Linked DNA regions of Drosophila melanogaster: region 2 is linked to region 1. A link is a contact called in public Hi-C data. All regions are on one chromosome and are shown on one strand. The core of a region is the stretch at or near the end of the contact, and the rest is flanking DNA. Distances in the headings are between cores, read along the strand shown. Region 1 holds the start of lncRNA:CR43685 (long non-coding RNA:CR43685). Region 2 holds the start of gfzf (GST-containing FLYWCH zinc-finger protein).

Evidence for each region. Hi-C and Micro-C count contacts between places; a contact is called where the count stands out from the background.
Region 2: a contact with region 1 is called in a Hi-C map of the Kc167 cell line, with 1.8 times the contacts expected there. A contact is called at or near these places in 13 of 107 Hi-C or Micro-C datasets (the D17-c3 cell line, the Kc167 cell line, the ML-DmBG3-c2 cell line and 5 more).

The regions. Positions count from the first base shown.
Region 1 is chr3R:7,092,324-7,095,057 of dm6, reverse strand. It overlaps lncRNA:CR43685 (long non-coding RNA:CR43685), which reads left to right and starts at 1,351. Exons shown (of 3, transcript NR_073989.1): 1 at 1,351-1,521; 2 at 1,579-1,948; 3 at 2,012-2,711. It overlaps e(y)2b (enhancer of yellow 2b), which reads right to left and starts at 1,123. Exons shown (of 3, transcript NM_001300275.1): 1 at 858-1,123; 2 at 657-795; 3 at 331-587. The coding sequence starts at 934. The coding sequence ends at 516. It also overlaps a transcript of Alh not described here.
Region 2 is chr3R:7,149,628-7,152,361 of dm6, reverse strand. It overlaps gfzf (GST-containing FLYWCH zinc-finger protein), which reads left to right and starts at 1,394. Exons shown (of 4, transcript NM_001014610.2): 1 at 1,394-2,196; 2 at 2,730-2,734. The coding sequence starts at 1,732. CG2656 reads right to left here. Exons shown (of 3, transcript NM_141442.3): 3 at 1,092-1,311. The coding sequence ends at 1,164. Sas-4 (Spindle assembly abnormal 4) reads right to left here and starts at 995. Exons shown (of 2, transcript NM_141444.2): 1 at 1-995. The coding sequence starts at 954.

The DNA of each region.
Region 1 (2,734 bases), core at 102-2,601:
ACGCAACAAACTACTGAAAATGCTGCCGACAGCGGCAGCTCTAGCTCCAGGTGCAGCGACCACTGAATTCAAGCAACAGGAGGAGCAACTGCAGCAGCCGCAGATGTTCAACGATGATTCCAACGCCAAATTCAAAGACTTTTCAATCGACTCGTTATTGAATAAGTAAACGTAAAACATTAACGGTTTAGCCTTATTATTTGTAGCATAATAGAAGAAATACATACAAACAGAGCCCGACCGCGTTCCTAGTTTCCTCCAACAGAACCACCACAAATTTTGTTTAGCCAATCGAGTAGCCACACCATGAACATAGCGACAACCTATTCTAACTAATTGTAGTTGTTTATTGTTTATTTATTATATGCGTATTGTATAACTAATGCCGCAATTCATAGCTAGCATAAGTATGTAAATATCTACTTAAATTCGATAATAAACCACAAACACGTGCTAGAATTTAGAACACGTGATTTTTTAAGGTTAAGGTTAAGGATGGAACCGATGGGCAGTCACTACTTATCGAGGGCGGCGTGCACGCGCAGCATCATCTCATTTTTGACGACTTCAGGCACCAAAGCGCGAGCCTGTTAAGATTTCAATTGATTGATAGAGTGCGCCAAAAACAAAAAAAAAAATAGTGGACATGAACCTACTTGCGGGACTATTTGGGCAGCCAGTTGGTCGCGGTTTATATTGTCCACTCCGCGCTCCATGATGATGTTTCGTATCATTTCCTTAATGTCCTTGTGCCATCCGCACTCCACAAGACGCGTGTGCAGCAGTTCCTTCAGGCTGTTGAGTTAACGAGAACGTCCAGGAGTAATGGCAATCGAATCCTCATGAGAAATACTTACGCGGCCTTATCTTGACTGCGTAACGTAGGCTTATATCCAGGATCGGGATCGGTTCCCGTTTCCTTGTTTATTGTCATGGTTCGAGTTTTAATTCGATTATCTCGTGTATTTTGAAAAGTACTTAAGCCCGAGTCGGTAAAATTCGTTTGGAAATCAAATGCAGTGTTTTGACGATGAACTGATTCCAGGAAACTTTACAGTTTCGGAACTCGTTTCAAATCCAGCAACGGGCATGATTTTTCTCACGATAGCATTGTCAAGAACTAAAAATGAAATTAACAACATAAACTAATCAGTGAATTTGTATAAAATTTATTAAGCGTAAAGTATTAGTTAATTTGATTATATACTTTTTTTATTAATGCGAAATTTACCCAGTAACCTTTGTCCCGTGACAGAAATTCAAAATATCTCTCAGTGACTGAGAACTATTCGTGAATACTGTAATCACATACTGAATAATGTAATCGCAATAATCCCATCTCTAAAAATAAATGTTTTTGTTTTGATTTAAAAACAAGTCCTCGATGGATTTGCTTCTAGAAGTTGAAATATGGCATGAACTTAGCTTTGAAGTCCTTGAACCCGAACCCGAGGTATATGTATAATGAATTGCTGGCCACAGAAATCCTGCTCGTGCCCTTCTCAGGCCGTTAACTTCTTCGTAAGAAGTTGCATCTTCACCAGTCTGCTTATTGACTTTAATGACTTATCCTTGCAGCACACATCGACCGTCCGCTCGCTGTGCGACACACCATATAGTGCTTATCCGTGTCACCTGTTATCAATTCCTGGAAAACCACTTCGTTCTCACCGTGCACTATATTCAAGAATCTGCAGCTATTAACCGCTTTCTCAGCGTTTCAACTATTCGCAGAGGTGCGTCAGAAAGGTTCCCTTTTTATTTGGCTAAAATCCTCAGATAGAGCCAAACGGAACATAGTAGCCCAAACTCTTGAAAGTTTCAACTTAAACGGGGATGCTCCAGTGATTGTTACGGAATATGACGAGAGCTTCAAAACTGCGTTTGAAAACCAGGTTCACTGTGCTACGGTACACAGTTGATCAGGGCTGCAATTTCTATATGAAAAGTGAGTAGAACATTTGGAAGCCATCCGTTTGTCGCGATCTGTAAATTGCACGCCATTGAACAGAATAATTGGGACGTTTAAAGATGTCCAGCACGATTAAGGAGTAATGTAATGGCCGTGATTAGTTTCTTGCCGAACTTCGAGAACTCTGCAAGGGAGTTGGAAGCCGTCACAAAACCCACGCTGCACTGGGTGATTCCGCATTTACGAAAACTGTCTTCCGATGTCGTGGCTGAGGAACTTCACTTTTCACCCACAACAAACTGCGACGTTTCAAGGAATCCTAAAAGCAAGCTAGAATAAGCAATGGAGTCCAACTATGTGGAGTCCAACAGCCAGAGTAAAAGGTTCCCCGTTAAAATGACAGCAACGACTTAGTAGCCCGCGAAATCAACGGATATCTGATTATGCAGGTAGTGCTGAACACTGATTTCAAAACGCACCACTGGTGTAAGGCCCCGAATGCCAGTTTTCACTCCTCTATAAAGTCAGTTGCAAGGTATTTGCTCGAAATACGCTGTTCCACGCCCAAAATCTAATTAGCGCGTCATCTGGATCCACAGGAGACTTAGATCGGGCTTGGACTAAACTTGTTTTCTAAATCATAACACGAAAAATGTTTAATATTGTTTTTTCAAGTGTATTTTATGTTTAAAATGTGTTGGTTTATCGTTTTCAGTCATATACCTTAAGTTATATTGTTTGTAAAGCCCATAGAACAAATATATATTGAAAACACTCCTGTAATATCCCAGAGCACAACAAGCGATGTGGTTTAATATTAAA
Region 2 (2,734 bases), core at 145-2,644, 57 kb before region 1:
GTCATCAGCTACTCGGCGACGCTGATCTTTGCGCGCCATAAAGGTTCGAATGCAGCTGGAGTTCATATCAATGTTTCCCTCAGTGGCCTTCTGCTCGAGCAGCTCGAATATGCTTACATTGCTGTCATCTTCCACTCGGATTTGAGCAGAGCGTCTTTGGATTTGCGCTGGCTTTATACTCTGTGTGTCCAGCACCTTGGCCCAGCAAACTCCTGTCATGGGACTAGCTTCCGAGGAGGCTTCATCATCGGCATGAGTGGTTTGTCCCGCCCTGCTCTTCTGCTCTACAAAACGAACTCTGGGCGAGGTGCTCGAGGCGGTTGTGGAGGACGCATAGGAAGACTTTAGATCTGGAGTGGAACTGCAGGCGTTCTTGCCGATAAGCATCTGCTGAAAGCGCTGCTCGTTGAGATCGTCGAGCTGTGCTGAGGGTTTGGGAGCTGGTGGAGGCGCAGGATTGGGAGGTGACTTGACTTGCTTCTTGAGAATACCCTTTTTCATTTGAGGCGTGCGGAACTGAGGGTGGGCATTAGCGAACTTGTATCGCGGCAGGTTTTCCAGGCGCAGCTGGTCGGGATTGATCTTGAACCGCTGCTTTAGACCTTCGCCGCGACGCAGAAAAGGGCGTTTAGGCTTGGCCGGCTGGGGATCAGCCATTGAAATCTCTGGCTCGTGCTCGTCCGGATCCGCCGCGAGTCGCGGCATTTGTATAGAGTGCTCCTCGTCCCACTCCTCCAGCACACTGTTTTCATGGCTTTCCGTTTCCTGGTGTAGCAGTCCCAGCATTTTGTACATATTACGTTGCTCCAAGCCGAGCAAAACGCGGTGATTGGACTGCCGCTCCTGCAGCAGCCGCTTCTGCTCGTCCTGCCAACGACTAAGCGCCGCGAGACGCTGTGCGATGGCCTCCTGGCTCAGAGGCATTCCAACAGGACTTTCGCCAGCCTCCTGCATGCTTTTATATTCGTTCTTAGAATCGCAGTTTTGTTTAGACGCCGTACGCGTAGGGGAATTTAAAATTACGGCAGCAGTTGTCCAACACTGTACCAGTGGCAACTCTGCGGTCAGGGATGGTGCTAGACATGCATTTTGATTAGATTTAATTTTTTATTAAAAATAAAATATTGTACATTTTCTTAAGCAATATGAAAAATTGATTTTTTTCAATCCTGATCCCCTTCCTCCGGTTCATCAAAGTCCTTAACGTTCACGTCTGCATCCTCGCCGTACTGCAAGATACTGTCAATTTGTAGCAGAAGATCGCCCACGCTCTCCTCGTCCTGGGAATCCAACGGGAAAAATCTCACCAAACTGTAAGTGAATAATAAACATCAATATTTACAATTTTTGAACGTCACAAAAATAACCGATTTTGATAAGTGGCAACGCCACCGCATAGCTCGCAGCCCTCGTATCCCACACAAAAGCATTTTTCGACGCGTCGCAAAAGAAAATGTGCTTGTGCAATTAAAATCGAGTGATAAAAACCAAATATAAACCCTTTTAGTGCATCAAACTGCAATAAATCAGTGCGTTTGGGTAAATGGCCGGCGTTTGCAAAAAGGCGCGCAAATAGTGAGCTGACGAAATACCACCAAAAATCCCAACCAACAAATCCCAGGCAGCCAGCCACTAAAAAAATCGCCTAATTTACGATACAAAACACTTTTCGAGGGCAAATCGAAAAACGCTGAATTCCGGGCTCGGGCCAAACAGCGCACCAATTCAAAAATGGAGACGCCCGTCGAGGAGCACGGCATGGACCTGACCAAGGTGTCCGTGGTGCGCTCCGCCAAGGGCGTGGATATGCTCTGCGTGGACGACTATCTGTACCACTTCGATCGCATCGGGCGGAATAACACCTACCGATGGCTGTGCAACAGGCGCAAGGACAAGTCCACTCCCTGCAAGTCCCGCATCTGCACCATGCTGCCCGATCCGCTGGACAAGACGCGCCACGTCGTCGTGGACGTCGTTCTGGCCCACATCCACCCGCGCTGCAGCGATCACGAGGTCAACAAGGTGGCCCAGCGCAAGCGGCTCTCCGTAATGATGATGAACGACGCTTACAGCACCACCCAGCCGAAGAGAGCACGCCTGTACGAGCGCGCCAACGCCGGCATGAATCCGCCGGAGTTCATCTACGGAAGCATCGACACCTCCACCGTGGAGGCCTCGTTCCAGTTGGACTTTGAGGTACGGCCCCAGGCCAACTGTACCTGGCTCATGCCCCTGAATACTCAACTCAACCATTTATTTAGAATCTAGCTGGGTCTCTTTTTCAGAAAGAACATTGATATTAATATTGATTCATATTTCGGTAACCACCGCTACTTTGAACATTTGATAATGTAAAAAAAAGGTTAATTTGCTCACCTTAGTAATGAGATGGTTTCCCGCCAATTTGTTTTTTATATTTATTTTCCTATTTGCAAATCCACCGGCTAGGCCGTTAAAAGGACAATAAATACCAAAGCTTAATCATTTATGATTCAAAAAATACTATATATCTCCAAACGAAACTAAATATTAGGGATTTTTGAAAAAAATGGGACCCAATCATTTTATAACATGCACCCTACTGAAGGGAATATCCAAGGGAATGAAATACTTTTGAACTTACACTTAACTTAATTTTACACCTAAATAGATTTCCCATGATGTACCATTTTTAATTCATATACAATTTTACAGCACAAAAATGACTAACACGAACTCTAATTCCGCAGGACAA